Linked DNA regions of Mus musculus: region 2 is linked to region 1. Evidence: chromatin contacts called from public ChIA-PET data. All regions are on one chromosome and are shown on one strand. Each heading gives the region's core, a stretch centred on a gene start, on an enhancer-like site or on the middle of the called end of the contact. The rest is flanking DNA. Distances are from core to core; before and after follow the strand shown.

Evidence for each region. ChIA-PET counts read pairs in DNA pulled down with a chosen protein or histone mark.
Region 2: a contact with region 1 is called in an RNA polymerase II ChIA-PET map of memory CD8 T cells, with 8 read pairs. The contact joins two enhancer-like sites. A contact is called at or near these places in 2 of 484 Hi-C or Micro-C datasets (bone marrow-derived macrophages and nephron progenitors) and 1 of 115 datasets of contacts at active chromatin or transcription factors (memory CD8 T cells).

What each region holds. Positions count from the first base shown.
Region 1 is chr17:50,672,577-50,680,335 of GRCm38.p6, reverse strand. The region is part of intron 5 of Plcl2 (phospholipase C-like 2); the gene reads right to left. Among named protein-coding and RNA genes, the nearest start is that of Gm41598, 110 kb to the left of the region's middle. Within about 2 kb of position 1,840, at least 149 of the 459 cell types and tissues checked have an H3K27ac peak or open chromatin away from gene starts, as enhancers often do. A contact at or near this core is called in memory CD8 T cells, where this site is marked.
Region 2 is chr17:50,328,584-50,335,994 of GRCm38.p6, reverse strand. No RefSeq gene overlaps it. Among named protein-coding and RNA genes, the nearest start is that of Dazl, 39 kb to the right of the region's middle. Within about 2 kb of position 4,479, at least 83 of the 459 cell types and tissues checked have an H3K27ac peak or open chromatin away from gene starts, as enhancers often do. A contact at or near this core is called in memory CD8 T cells, where this site is marked.

The sequences.
Region 1 (7,759 bases), core at 591-3,090:
AAAATAACACCCTGTGTTCTGGCTTCAGCTGCTTCCCTCAATCTAAGGAGATCGCTTACTGTATGTGCAGGTCTTCATCATACAAGAATGATGGAGACTTTGTTCAACTTTGTTCTGGAGTCTTGAGACTCCCACCACCACTTCTGGTCTCTATCTAATCGGTAGTTATCCCTCAACTTACAAAAGCGCTATAAAATTTCAAATTAAGAAACCAATTTAATTTAAATCCAGAAGAAATGCTGTTCTCCCAAGTAAACAATGTCCTGTTTCATTCACCTAAGATGGAGGTTCCTAGGCAGCATTGCAGAGGAGGAGTTTGAGCTGGGCCTAGAAAGGAGAGCAGGGAAGGAACTTGGCAAGTCCAAAGACTTTCGGGAATCATGACTTCTACCCAGCTGTCCCCGTGACCCCAGGAAATATTACCACCAAGCCCAGCCATTGCTGGGCACCATGGTATCTAGACTATAATGTTTTCTAAACTGGCTCTGACTCATGCCCCTGTCATGGATCTGTCATAGGGAAGGCAGCCTCATCCACTGACATTCTGGTGACAGGTTGGGAGGAGGCTTCAGGAGCAGTTGGACCACGGAAGTGAGCCACAGCTTGGACCCAGAAAGCAGGAAATCAGGGAGAGCTTCCAGACCAAGATCCAGGAGGAAAGAGAGAGGGTCTGCAGAGTGAGGAGTGCTCAGGATCAGCTCTGTACCTCCGACAGTACTAGGAGAAGCAGCACACACAGGACCCTTCCCCCACGCACCTTCTGTGTGAGCACACATTTGCTAAGATCACTGCGCACTGTAAGGTCTTGGGGGATATGCTGTGGTGAAAAAAGCCTAATGATGAACACTGGGACTGTCGGGTTTTCTGAGCCACTCACACACTATTTAAATAGAAAAGTAGCTTCCAGTCAAGTACAGCTTCTCAGAAAAGCTGGCAACATATGATCTCACTTGTAGTACAGTCACTAAAACAGCCGAGAATATCTAGAGGAAGAGTCATCCATGGGCCACCACATTAAATTTTAGAAAAGAATTGAGTGACAGTCCTCAGGTTTCTAAGGTAAGCACTGTGCCCAGGATACATGAAGAAGATCTAGATCATGTCTGTACAGACACAACCTGGTTTATTGACTTTTTTTGGCAGAAATCTTATGTTCCCAGGGAGAATAAGTCTCTAATTACTTTTGGAGTTTCCCTCTCATCCTTGTTTTCTGAAGGCAGCCAGTGCAGGGCATGGGGGGGGGGGCGGGGGGAAGGACCAGCTGGGTATTTCATCTGATGACGGCTTGGGCTGTAAGCAGCTTGCTTTAGCCTGCCACACACACACACACACACACACACACACACACACACACACACCCCAAGCTCTTAGGTGAGATGCCAGCCAAGTAAAGCCTGCTCCATTTTCTAAGCCATGTGAGCTCCCAATGAAGCAAAGCCTTCCCCTGGCCCTGACCACCACCACATGGATCAGGAAAACCACCCAGCTGAGCACAGCTAATGTATAGAATAATGGGGGGGCTAAGCCCCCAATTTTGAGGTAGATTGTTACACAGCAACATGAAACTGGAGCTGCCAGTGAAGGCATCCATCTTTTGGCTACAGGGATTAGGGCTGGGTAAGAACTAATATGAGGAGGCCTGTCACTGTGGGACTGCTGGTCTAGAACTAAAAGGCTGGGCTGAGCCAGCAAATACCACAGGGTACACTTACTACAGAACTCATGAAGAGCAGTTGCAGAAGACCAAGGAGAGGCCGAGCTATAACACAGTAGGAACTGCGTGAACAGGAGCTAGCTAGCCATGAAGAATGGAGAGATGCCAGAGCTAAGCCAGCACAACCCTGGAACTAGAGGACACAGATGCTCTCGGTCACCAGGGCTTCTGACAGCTTTCTGGCCCTCTGAGGCAGGAATGCAGTGTTTTGATCCGAGTTCCCTGTGGTCTCTCATGATTTCCTGTGAGTGCCAACACTTTCAGCCGGTTCTCTGCCAGCTAGTCTTGGTGAATTTCTGTTCCTGGTAACCAGCTACACCAGGACTTTTCCACCTTGAGATTCTGCCATCAAAAGCACAGCAATGAACATGCACGGTAACTGTTCTCAGGGAGAGATTACTTCAGTGAGGAGAGAAGAAAGATCGATCAACTCCTCCCCACAGTGCTGGTGGGAAATGAGCCACAGAAGTCCCTGCCCACATTCCTGATACAGAGTGAAACCAATAAGAACACAACCAAGTTAAAACCACAGCAGCAGCCAGACTGCGCAGGAAGTGGCCAACTAAGGAACAGGGTCCTGTTGCACAGCTCCGCCAGGCTGGCCTCCTGCTCAGGTCACCTAAGAGCTGCGACTGCAGGCATGTGCTACTGCACTACACTGAAGTTAACAGGCTCATAAAGCTAGCAGTAGCTACTCTGAGAAGCGATAAAAATACAGAAAACTCTTTCTTATACTCGACCGAACTAGGGAGGGACACAGTTAATGATGGTTCTTGTATCTTTTGTTTATAGAGCGGAGGAAAAAAACAATTGGATAGAAAGAGAAGAGACAAGTGACCCTGGTCCAATTCAAAGCTAGAAAACCACTGTACGCACGCACGCACGCACGCACGCACGCACGCACGCACGCACGCACCACCACAGAGAAGCAGCACCTGAGTATCTGAGAAGGAACCAAGAGCAAGAGGTAGCATGTAATTCGGGATGGCCACCAAGGCTGGAGCCTGAAGCAGGGTGGCGGCGGAGCTCCGCACTGATTGTGAATGTGGGACATAGAGTAAAGGCAGAGGCCATACGGGTCTAGGAGATGTGAAACGGAAGGGCTGGTGTTGTGGCTCCGCAGTACAGTGCATGTCTAGCACGCAGAAGGCCATGTGTTCTGTCTCCAGCACCCATCCCATACTGGACATGACTGACAGCAAATGTTATGTTTCAGAGCAAGGCAACAGTGCTTAAATGTAGAAATATTGCTTACAAATATCATGAAATTTAAAACAGAGAAAAAGATTTTAAACATATATGTGTCTTGTGAAACAGTATCAAAACATACATACATACATGGGTGAATGTACACTCACACACATAAGCATACACACACACACACACACACACACACACACTCCAAGAATCTTAACAAATCCTAAGAAGAAACATAACATCATGATAAGACCTGCCATCGGGGGTCTGAAAAGATGACTTAGATGTAAGAGGGGTTGCTGCTCTTGTAGAGGACCCAGGTTTGACTTCCAGTATCTACGTTGGGCAACTCACAACTGCCTGTATCTCCAGCTCCAGAGGATCGAATGCCCTTTTCTGTTTACGGGTACCAGCATACATATGCACACACATGTATACACACACAAATAGAAAGAAAGTAAGTCTCTTTAAAAAAAAATACACCACCATTTAAGAAAATTATAGCTGGGCATGGTGGCTCACGCCTTTAATCCCAGCACTAGGGAGGCAGAGGCAGGCAGATTTCTGAGTTCGAGGCCAGCCTGGTCTACAGAGTGAGTTCCAGGATAGCCAGGGCTACACAGAGAAACCCTGCCTCAAAAACCAAACAAACAAAAAAGAAAATTACAAAAAAGATGTTCACTCTCCTCCATTCACTAACAGAGCTATGCTAACAATTTGAAGTGCTGACAAACACTTCAAGTCCATCAAACCAGCAGCACTAAGGCCAATGTGAACATGAACGTGGGTTGTGTTGCTGCTTGCACACTGTGTTGATGGTTCCACATGAGGTCTGACACATAGTACCTGTGAGGTGCATCTGGCTTGAGTTTGCACTCAGTGTTCACCCACTAAGGAATAAACATACGAGGACTTGTATGTAAATGCCCACAGGAGCTCTGTTCAAGGGAACAATGAGTAGAACACCAAGATGTTAATAGACCTGGGCAGGACAACCACAGATGCTTTCTTCTCTCCATATTTCAAACCCATTTTCAAAACTGGAAAGCTAAATAAGCAAGAAAAGATTTAAAACAAAACAAAACAAAAAATGAGGAAGAAAAAGTCACCATGGGTTAGGAGTCAAGAAAACATGGCCTGAGGGCTGGCCAGTTGGAGTTAGGAGCAGCCCAGATGAAACATATTGAGTAAGAACTCGGGGTTATTGATGGGAAAGTAGATTGTAATAGCACGGGATATGTAATAATAGTATAGAATAGGTATCTGCCCAGCTCTTGTGATGTTTAAGGCTTATTGTAAATCTAAAGCTTGCGTGTGCCTTTTATCCAGGAGCTAAATGGTCACAGGCACAACCCCTGGATTGTGATTACATTTTCTACAAAATAAAACAACAACAAAAACCCCAAGTGAACACCCTCGGACTTTCTTACTTTAACTTTTTACCAGCAGGTACCTCTTGTGAGCATAACTAAAGATTCCCTGCTTGCCCTTGGCCAGAAGTAGGTAGTGCCTGCCCCTTCTGTGGTTCAGATGAGAAGGGTGAAGCCCAAGGAAAGAGGTGTTGACCCTAAAGCAATGAATGGAGCCTCAAAATCAGAAGAACTTAATATCAGAAGAAGTTAATGCAAGCAGCTCATAGCCACTGTAACTCGAGCTCCCAATGTCCCCTTCTGACCTCCACAGGCACCAAACATGCACATGGTTACACATAAATGCATCAGGCAAGCACTCATCCACTTAATAAATAAATAAATAAATAAATAAATAAATAAATAAATCCAAACCAAGCACATAGGCACCACGTGCAGCGTCCTAGCAAAACGTAAAAGACCTTACTTGTTACCCAACCCCACACACTTCTTCTCTCATAAACGCAAGCCCAAGGTCATCTCTTCTCTAGACATAACTCAAAAGGCTCCTCCGGCACAGCTGTCCTTTCCCATCGCCTGCCTTTGAGATACTGCATCTTGTGCTGTCTCGCAGTAGACACAGAAGGCTCCCATTTCAGTGACTCTAGCACAGCACTTCCTCAAGCTTAGGACATTTCGAAAGCATACCCAGGGCACTCAGGAAAACGGGAGCCAGGCTTCAGCAGGCTGGAGTGGGCGCCACAGTTCTGTTTCTGCTGTTGCGGTTTGTTTGCTTTTTAACAGTGTCTTTCTACAGAGCTCAAGCTGATCCCAAGTCTGCTACTCCCTCAGTCTGCATGAGGTCCTACACAGCCGGCTAGGGGGACAACACATACACCTGGCCCACTTCTGCACTTCTAGTGAAGAAATCCATAGAGTCCACCCTAAAACGGGGTACCCTGGTAGTTCAAAATTAAGGCCCCCAAAGAGTAGCAGATGCTGGAAGAGGTTTCTGAAGTTCCCATATCTGTCTAAAGATCAGACTCTCGAAAGAATAATGCAATTGCCTTTGCCACTTCTCTCGCTGTCATGGACTAACCTCGGTTCAGCAGGAGAAAGTAGAAACACACTACTCAGATTTGTGCATGAGTCCCTGTCTATGTCTAGCCCACTTGGTTCCAGGCACTTTTTATGATCTGAGCCCCAGGGCTGCTCATTTACCTAGAACCGTTTACTGCCCCTCACAGTTTAGACTCCAGTTTTGCCCCCTCCACCATGAGGAAGTAGGTATAAGCGCCTGGATCACACTGGGCTATGGGGGAGCAACACTCTGTGACGGCTCTCCGTGCACAGCACGTGGGTTTGTTAAACCCTCTTGTTTATTACAGCAGAGCTGCAGCGGCTGTTCCTTTTATTTCACACTAACAAGCTCCAACCTGAGGTCTAGCTAGCTACTTGGCTCCTGAACTACACTACAAGTCTGTATTTCCCTATAATAAAATAAAAGCAAAGAGAAGTTTGTTTCTCCCATAGAGCTTAAAGTGCCATACTTTATTTCTGAGTGTACAGGAGACCTGTGATCCACTCCTCCACCTCCCAGCAGCAACTGGTACAGCCAAATCCCTTTTTGTTATACATTTGCATGTCTGTTATATATTCTAAACACAACACAACACACACACACACACACACACACACACACACACACACACACACACACACCTTCTGTAGGAAGGTAAGTACTAGAATTCATGAAAATGATTTTGTAATTGTAAAAATGATCGAGAGTTTAACACGAGAAAATATAAATTGGCTAGCTTTGAAAAGACCCTTTATTACGTTAAATCAGCAAAATTAGTTGCAGGAAGATGCAGCTTTATAGCTGTATTTTAAACTGAGCATAAAGTTTGGAGGGTGAGTGTTGTGGGCTTGGTCTAGTGCTGATTGTACTATGTTAATCTAAGTCCCCCAAACTGCACAAGAAATCCACACATCTTCATGATACTGAGGGTCCCTCCCCTAGTTGGTTTTGATTGGTAAGTAAAGTTGCTGGCGGCCAATGGCTGGGCAGGAGACAGAGGCAGGCCTTTTAGGATTCCCTGGGCAAGGGATGGAGGAAGAAGGAGGGAGAGATCTGCCATGCTGGAAGGAGAACCAAGACACCATGCCTGAGAAGGCGTGGAACAGAGAACATAGCTTCCATGTAGGAGCCAGGGGGATGCAGCATGACTGGGTCTAGGGCAGCAAAAATGGAACTCAGATTTTAGTAAGTAATAACTTGTTACAGGAGTTTTCCTGTCCTATCACATTAGGTCAGCAGGAGGCCTGTGATTGGACAGGGAAAAGGGAGGCGGAGCTAAGAGTTGCGGGAGACAGAGAATGGCTCAGGGGAGGCAGAGGAAGGCCAACATTGAGGCAGATGTGAACCAGTATGGCTTTAACCAGTCACAGGTAGTTATGATATCATAAGGTTTGAATAATTGGGATAAAGCTTTCATCATTATCAATTGTTTCTGAAATTATTGTATTGGCATCTTGTAAATTGAGAATTTACTGATACATAAGTCTGACCGTTTAATTACGAGGTTCAAGAGTTTGGATTGACTTGGCTGATGGGTGGTGTGGTGGCTGACCGTGGGGTGGACAGTCACTTCGGGAAGCTTATCACAGCCACTCTGGGGAGTTGGCAAGATAAGAGAAGCTGGAGGCAAAGAGAGGGGTGCTCCAGCCCTGCTGGAGAGTTGGCGCGTAGAGACAGAGCCGGCAGGACCGCAGTGGGGCCGAGAGTTGGTGGCACATGTGCAGGAACGTGTTGGTCCTTTTTAAAAATATTTCCCGCAACAATAACTCAGGAATATTGGGGAGGATTAGCCATATGAAGGTAAGGAAGTGGCCCAGCCATTGAGCTGTTTAAGGCATATAAAATTATAAAGGCTGTGTGTGTGTGTCTCTCTCATTCAGGAATATAAAGCATTGGGCTGGGTAGTGATGAGCACTGTGTTGGGATCATGTGGGTAGCATTAATTGGGCACAGCTATAGGTGAGTACCTGAGAGTAATTTTACATGTGGTTGTCCAGGGCCAAAAATGCTTCTGCGACATTCCCAAGCACTTGGAAGAATGTTAATAGTTAATACATGTACCATATCATCTTCAAATCATTCCATGTTACATATGCCATAGGAAAAATTCTAGAATATACATCGAACAGCCGAAACTAAGTTCCTCTGGATGCTAGAATTATGTCTCGTTACTCTTAATATGATTTTATAATGATCACATATTACTCATAATGAAAATTAATTTTAAAGCATTCATATTGAAGTAAGATAACTAGAGGCCTCTCACATGAAGGAAGTTTCTTACAAATGGCAATTCCTTCCACTTCCCTTTGATTATGCCCCACATACATTTTCTAGTTTACAGTAGGACGACATTAAGATTACAACTAAATGAGAGACGGAAATCTTTAAGTTACTCATCAGTGTTTTCAACTTCTC
Region 2 (7,411 bases), core at 3,230-5,729, 350 kb after region 1:
GATCTGATGCCCTCTTCTGGCAATCAGGCATACACACAGTGGAGCGCTCATATTAAATAAATACATAAGTAAACAAACAAACAAATAATTTTTTAAAAAAAATCTGAAGTAATTTTGTACCTTAAAACAAGGCCTTTGCTAACTCTTGAACTTCTGTGTGGGAAAAACACAGGATCTGTTGCTAGGGCCTTTTATAAAGAAACCACTCCCAAGGAAGACAGTTCTCAGATTGGATCTCCCCAAGAGTGAGAGAAGAGGGCAGGAAACATCAAAAAAGAGTGTCTATTGTGAGAAGTGCTAGATTCAAGACATGAACACTCAAACCCAGTCTCCAGACAGTGTGGTCTTAAATGTTCGTCTTAAAGGTCTTAAAGGAATAATTCACCGATTTAGAGTGGAACAGACGTATTGAACATACGTCTGTATCCTTTATGACCTCATGTGAAGGAAGGAAAGGGCTTGAACTATGAATCCTTAAAATTCAGATGTTGAAGCCCCAGTTCTTAGGTTGAGCATATTTCAGAGCTGGGCCTTTGGGAGACCCCCGGGTTTGTATCTGCTACTTTTCCCATCACTATTGCATGATATATAAAGAACCGACTGGGAGAAGGAAGGACTTATTTTGGCTCCAGTTCCAGGGCATTCAGACCATGGTGGCAGAGCAGGCATGTTGGGGGAGCTCAGCTCACAGCAGCACACAGGAAAACAGAGAAGGGGGGCTCTGGCATGGTTCCATTCTTTCTCCCCTTCCTTCTGTTGAGACTCGTCCATAATAGATGGTGCTATTCACACTCAGGATGGGTCTTCCTCCATCAGTGAATCCGCTGGAAATGGATACAGCAACAGGTGGGCCCAATCTAATAGAAGATTTTCACTCCAGTGATGCTGGCAGAGAAGATTAACTATCACAAGGCCTTCGAGTGAGTGGATTTGATGCTCTTAACGGAAGAGAGTCCAAGGGGCTTGGGACACCACTGAGCTTGAACACTACTACCCCAGCCCCGTCATGTGAAAACATCAAGGATGTCATCACCACAGGGAGGGGTCCTCCATGCTGCACCTGACCCTGAAACACCAGTTCTGTGAGCAGATAGGTTTCTTTACACCACTTTTTTTTTCTTGTTTATCTGCAGCAGCCCAACCGGATTAAAATGAGGAAGTGTTAAAGTCCAGGGAGCAGTCTATGAGAGATCAATAAAATAAAATGAAACAAATTAAATAGTACCACGAAGACTACACATATGAGGGATTGGTCTGTGGTTACTTACAAAATAATCAAAATACATAGAGTAACATACATTTTGTAGTATAATTTAAAAAACTTTAATTTAGTACTTAAAATAATCATATAAAGTATACAAAAGATATGGCATGGTCTTTTTAAAGCTCTCTACGTGTATGTGTATGTGTACATGTTTGTGTGTGTGTGTGTGTGTGTGTGCGCACACGCGTGTGCCTCTGCATACTTATGCACTGGTTCAAGTGCCCCTGTATGAGCATATATCACATATATGCAGATGCTCACATAAGACAGGAGAGGGCACTGGATCTCCTGGAATTGGAATGGTTTTCAACCATCTGATTTGTGTGCTAGGAATTGAACTTGGGTCCGCCATAAAAGCAGCAGGTACTCTCAGCTGCTGAGTCCGAGCCCTGCAAACCCTGCTTCCATTTTTAAAGAAATTTTCCATTTTGAAAACCTGGTCTCCCAGCACAACATGAGAAGTATTCCAATACTGCTCTTTCCAGAAATTCTATTCACCTTCAACCAAGCAGCAAGGCTTAGCATATGGCTTGCCCAACCACAAGAGCTCATAGTTGTTGCCATAAGCCCACATGCTACACCGCTCTCTGACTCGTTCCACTTGGAATCTAGGCACCGAAGCTTCTTCTCCAGTCCTATCAACAAAGGTGTGAACTCAGGACAAGAGAGCGACTGACAAAATTCTTGAGTGACCCTAAGTGCTCGCAGAAAATCCGGCAGTTGGAGCAGGACAGGAAAGGGAAACATAATGAGGTTAATGACACAAGCATCCCTGCTTTTGAACCACACACTTTCCAGAAACTTCTCTTCAGCTGAGCCTGTTTCTTCATCCACGACAGGTGTAGGGTTAGGTGAACCGATCCATGCAAGTGCTTCAGACATCATGGCAGCACACAGTGTGTTTCAATTTAGACAGCCTCAGAAGTAAGTCTACAAGGAGATGTGTGAGAAAACAGAGCAAGGAAGTACAGCCCCCCCCCACCCCCACTCCCATCCCCTAGAGGCAGAGCAGCAGCCTGAGTCCAACTGTGTCACCAGTGTTGGGGCCCTGCTTCCAGGTTGAAGACAGACTTAGAGAGACTCCATAATCTATGGCTTTGAGTATGAAAGGAGATGCAAAGGAATCCAAATTGAGTAATTGTATCAAGTATTTGAAGTGTTTGCTTGGTTTTCATTATACTGAGGAACCTTTGAAATCCTCTTGCTTAAAAACCTATCTCAAAACCAAGGCTGTTAAAATGACGTAGTAGGTGAAGGCCACAGTTAGCAACAGACATACAACAACTTGAGTTTAATTTCCTAAGATACACATGGTAGGTAGGAGACCAGAACTGATTCTAGCCGGTTGTCTTCTGAAGTCCATGTTCCTTAGTGCTTCCTTCCCTCACACAAAATAACGACATAAGAATAATAGTAAAAATAACAATAGTACCTCAAAAATAATTTACGAAAATTAAAAGTAACATCACTATATATACATTTATGGAAAGTTTCAAAGTGTTCATACTGCCTAGATATTATGGTTAATCCCAGTAGAATTTTTGATACATATTCATTCACTTTAATCTTGTTTCCTAGCTAAATATATCTCTAAAATCTTTGCTTTTTAAAATGCATTTAATGAAGTCATATTATTTTCGTAAAATAAAACATGTAACATTTTTCACAAGGGCATAAAAGTTTGAAATTGTTGATATTTTATGACTCGTCTCTCTAGACCACACTATTTTAATTGAGAAATGATTCTTTCTATAGAGGCTGAGGTACCTGAGAAACTCAGCAATTTTGCTGGCCACATAATATTCCTGTCTAGCCTTTAAAATTTTTAATTATGTATTTTAAAATCTCCATTTTATATTTTTAATTTCAATGTTTATTTAAATTCTTTGAGAATTTTATATATGAGTACATTGTATTTACATCATTTCCCCCACTCCCTCTCCCCCTCCAACTCCTTTCAAGTCCCCAGTAACACCCTTCTCAAACTCATGTCCTTTTCTCTAAGCGTCTATGTACACAGGGGTGCGCCTGTGTCTACACACTCACACACACAACCTGCACATACAACCCGCTGACTCCAGTTTGTGCTTTCCATACATACTGGGCTGCCCACTTAGCATGCTAAACCCAGCCCCTTCTTCATTGCATGACTTAAGCTAGACTACTAAGCTTTCTGGTGATTTTTTTTCACCAAACTGCACAATTTCCCCACTTCTTTCTGCCTCATTTGTTGCAACTTTTCATTATAGGGCTGTATGAGAGTAACTGGTTATAAGCATTCCACAGACTCAACATCACACTGCCTGAGATCTCCTCTGCCAATAAAATCAGCCTATCACATTTTCATTTACCCTCAGCCGCGTTCTTGGGACATGGGCAGAAGGTAGCCAGAGTCTTTACCAGCCTACTTGTTGGTAGAATCCTTGTATCCCTCTGAACCCTCTAGAGCTGGACTCTCTCTCTGACCTCATTACTGTCTTCCAGGCTCCTACCAGAACACCCACAAAGCTCTGCTTATAACATTCAACATTTTTTTTTTTTTACTCCAAAGTTCCAGAATCTTCTACATCCCTCCAAAACACAGAAATCATGTTCCCTGCCGCGCTGGTATCAGTTTCTAGGTTACTTTTCTGTCGCTGTGATAAGATGGTACGGACAAAAGCAAGGCAAGGAAAAACGAGCTGATCTGGCTTGAGGCTCCAGAGTCCGTAATGTCGGGTAAGGCATGGCGTGCTAACAGAAGCAGGAAGCTGGCTGGTGACACTGTCATCCACACACAGGAAACAGACCGCAAGCACATCCTGGCCCTGGGTGGAAATATGCTCCTGTGCACGGCCCTGCCATTGTGTGGATAAGGCTCCCTTTTGCCGTTAACTCCTACCGTCTTTTCAGGCCATAAAAATTATCAGTCCCATCTAGTCTTTAATGACTGCCTTGCAAACAAGGAGCAGCTTTCCCAAGATCCTAAAGTGTGTGAGTATGGGTGGGGCTGGGGGGTGGACAGGCGCAGCCCAGATGGCTCTGCTGGGCATCTGTGCAATACTACCACCAGGGTACACTGAGCCTGAAGAGATGGGGCAGGATTGGGCTCCAATTAAAGTAGCTGGTTGAAGGTCAGGGCAGAAAATGTGATCTTCAGCCTGACAACAAAGAGATGCCATAAAAGGATCATCGAGGCACCTGGCTCACCCATTATCAAGTTACAGCCCCCACTCATGAGAGTTCAGCGGCTCCCATTGGCTGTGTGGTAAACTCTGTAAGTCTTCAGCTCCCATCCCAACATCCTCTCCCCAACTTGTTTGGTTTTTTTGGTTTTGGTTTTGGTTTTTTTTGGTTTTTTTTTTTTTTTTGCTCTTGCAAGCTCCTGTTTCCTTTCATGTTATCTGAGCTCAAGCTAAAGAATCTATCTATTCACTAGTCAATCTGCAGAGTGACTGATAGGAGACTTAAAAGAGCCAGCCTCTGCCTGGGTGGGGGAAGTGGGGGAAGTGCTCTGCTCTGTGGATGCCCTTGGGCCCTCATGAGTCAGACTGAGGGTAGAATCTACCATTTCTCAAAGTTCTTTGGCTTCTCCCTTGCTATGTTTTCCTATGAGCTATTCTTAAAAGTTATATTCCTTCAGTAAGTCACTTTCACAAAAAACAACAACAAAACAAAAATATTTTTTTTCTTTTTCAGGCTCTGTGTCTAGAGACCCTGATCAACATCATCTGAGACCCTTCCAACTCCTGCATCAAGATGTGTTTGGATAGTTACTGACTACCAGCAATGTACCATAAACACGTGTGTTCTTTCTATGCATAGTATGATTTCATCTCTGTAACAGTCCTGAGCTGTGGGAGCTACTAGTGCTCCCATTTTGCTGAGAGGGCACTTGAGGCTTAGAGTTAAAGATCACTGTCAAGGCTTGAACTGAGCCCTTTATTCTTTCTACCTCACCCAACTGATTCACCAGACTTATCTCTACGATCATTTGCAAATGTCTGTGGAACAATGGAATGAGGCCCAGTTCTGCCTCACTAATGCTCTTTACAGGGATCAGAGTTGGCTGTTGCTTTGTCCTAATTCAAAAAAGTCAATGAGAGTCAGAGCTGTGGTTCTTCAGACCTTTCAGTACCTTCATCAAAAAAAAAAAAAAAAAAAAAACAAATAATTACAACCTCCATACAGCATACATATACCTGAATGAGAAAGCAGCTACATTTGGTCACACAAGGTCATAATCATCTTTTATAAGTGACACAATAAATGAGTAAGCAAATGTCAAAAAAGGAAGTAGAGCAAAGAGAGACAGACTTCAGTTCTCACAGCTAATATTGCCAAGCCGTGGTTCCATATGATGAATAATTGTGATGATTACTATAGCAGTGACAGTGGCTACCACTGATTTTGAGTCCTTACTGTGTTCCCAGCACTGTGCTAAGCAAGGACTTAGAAAGTTCCCTTTCTCCCTCTCTGTCTCTCTCTGTCTGTCTCTCTGTCTCTCTCTCTCACTCTTCCTTGCTCTCTGAGACAGGATCTCATTACATAGCCCTGGCTGGCTGGCCTGGAACTCGTGACGGAGACTCCCTCTGCCCCTGCTCCTGTCTCTGTCCCTGCCCCTGCCTCTGTCCCTGTCCCTGCCCCTGCCTCGAGTGTTAGTAGTAAATGTATACTTCACCACATGCCGCCAAGTGCCGTGGCGTTTTTTACAGTGACCCTATGAGGTGGGACTGGTTGTGTTTACATTCTACAGATGATGCAGCCGAAAGCTTCAGACAGCACAAGAAACTTTCATGAGACCACCTGGCACAGTGAAGTTGTGTGGCAAGTTGTGTGGAAGGGAAGCAGTAGGCTTTGAAAGCCCAGGGAGGGGGAGGTAGCAGTTACTACCGGCCAGAATGGTCAGGATGGGGGAGGGGGATTTAGAAAACAATCACAATGACAGAAAAATCTAAGCCATGCCTTGAGGGATGAGTGAAGAATCCTGTAGTAAAGCAAGAGAAGATGGACTGAAATTTTTATTTCAATCACAGAGAACTTCCTGGATAGCATGGTAGGTATAAGGAGACATTCAGCATTTTCAGGGATGCTACAGGCTTCAAAAGGTGGGGGCAGCCAGGAAACAGACTGAGGAAGCCCTCCTCCAGCAGTCTCCCCTTCTATTCTATCCTGGGCCTGGCGACTGGGATGCTGACACAGACCCGAGAGGGGTCATCCCTGCCTTAGTTATTTCTTTCTAGAAACATCTCCAGAGCTCCCCTAGGAGTATTCTTTACAGATCTTCTAGACATCTCTCAATCTGATTGAGTTGACAGTCAGGATTAACCATGGCAAATAAGATCTGGTAGCCTCAGTGCCCGACTATTCCTGGAGCCGTTCCGTGATACAGTCTTGGCACCCAGAGAACCAATGCCTATCAGTAGCAGAACAACCCCTCAGGTGTTCTGTTAAGTCAACAGCATCACCTCACCTCACCTCACCTCACCCGGACTCACATTACTTAGTCCACTTTGGCTTGCTCATCCGAAATTTATTCCAGAGTACAGACATTTACTGATAAAATGCCGTAGAGGGAAACTAAACAGTGTGGTCCTTGGTCCTCCCTGATCATAACTTGGAGAGACAAAAACCACATAGGCCCTTTCTTAGGGGAAAACTCAGCCTGGGTAGGAATGCATGCCCAGAGGAGCAAGGGAAAAAAATGTTCAAGGATAGAGTGCCTCTGTACAAATAAAAATTAAAAAACGACAACCTAGCTCAGATTCTGGAATCAAAATCATATTGTTTACGTAGAAAGCTGTAAAGCCTTTTGCAGTCTTGAGCTTACATGAAAGTCCCAATATTTACATTGGAAATTCTCATAGAAACAGCCCAAGCGAGACTGCGGAGCTGACTAAATGGTTCATGGGCAGTTAAGAGTACTTGCTCTTGCAGAGGACCTGAATTAGTTCATTCCCATTTGTAACTCCAGCCCCAGGGGTTCTGACACCACACTCTCTTCTGGCCTAAACATACATAGCTGCCGACAAACAGTCATACGTATAAAATAAATCTTTAAGAACAAAATAAAAGTATTCTACACACTCAGTTTATGTGTTATCTGAAGCAAGCCACTATTAGTATTGCTAAATAAACCATTTTGTCTCGAACACTCATGACAAATTA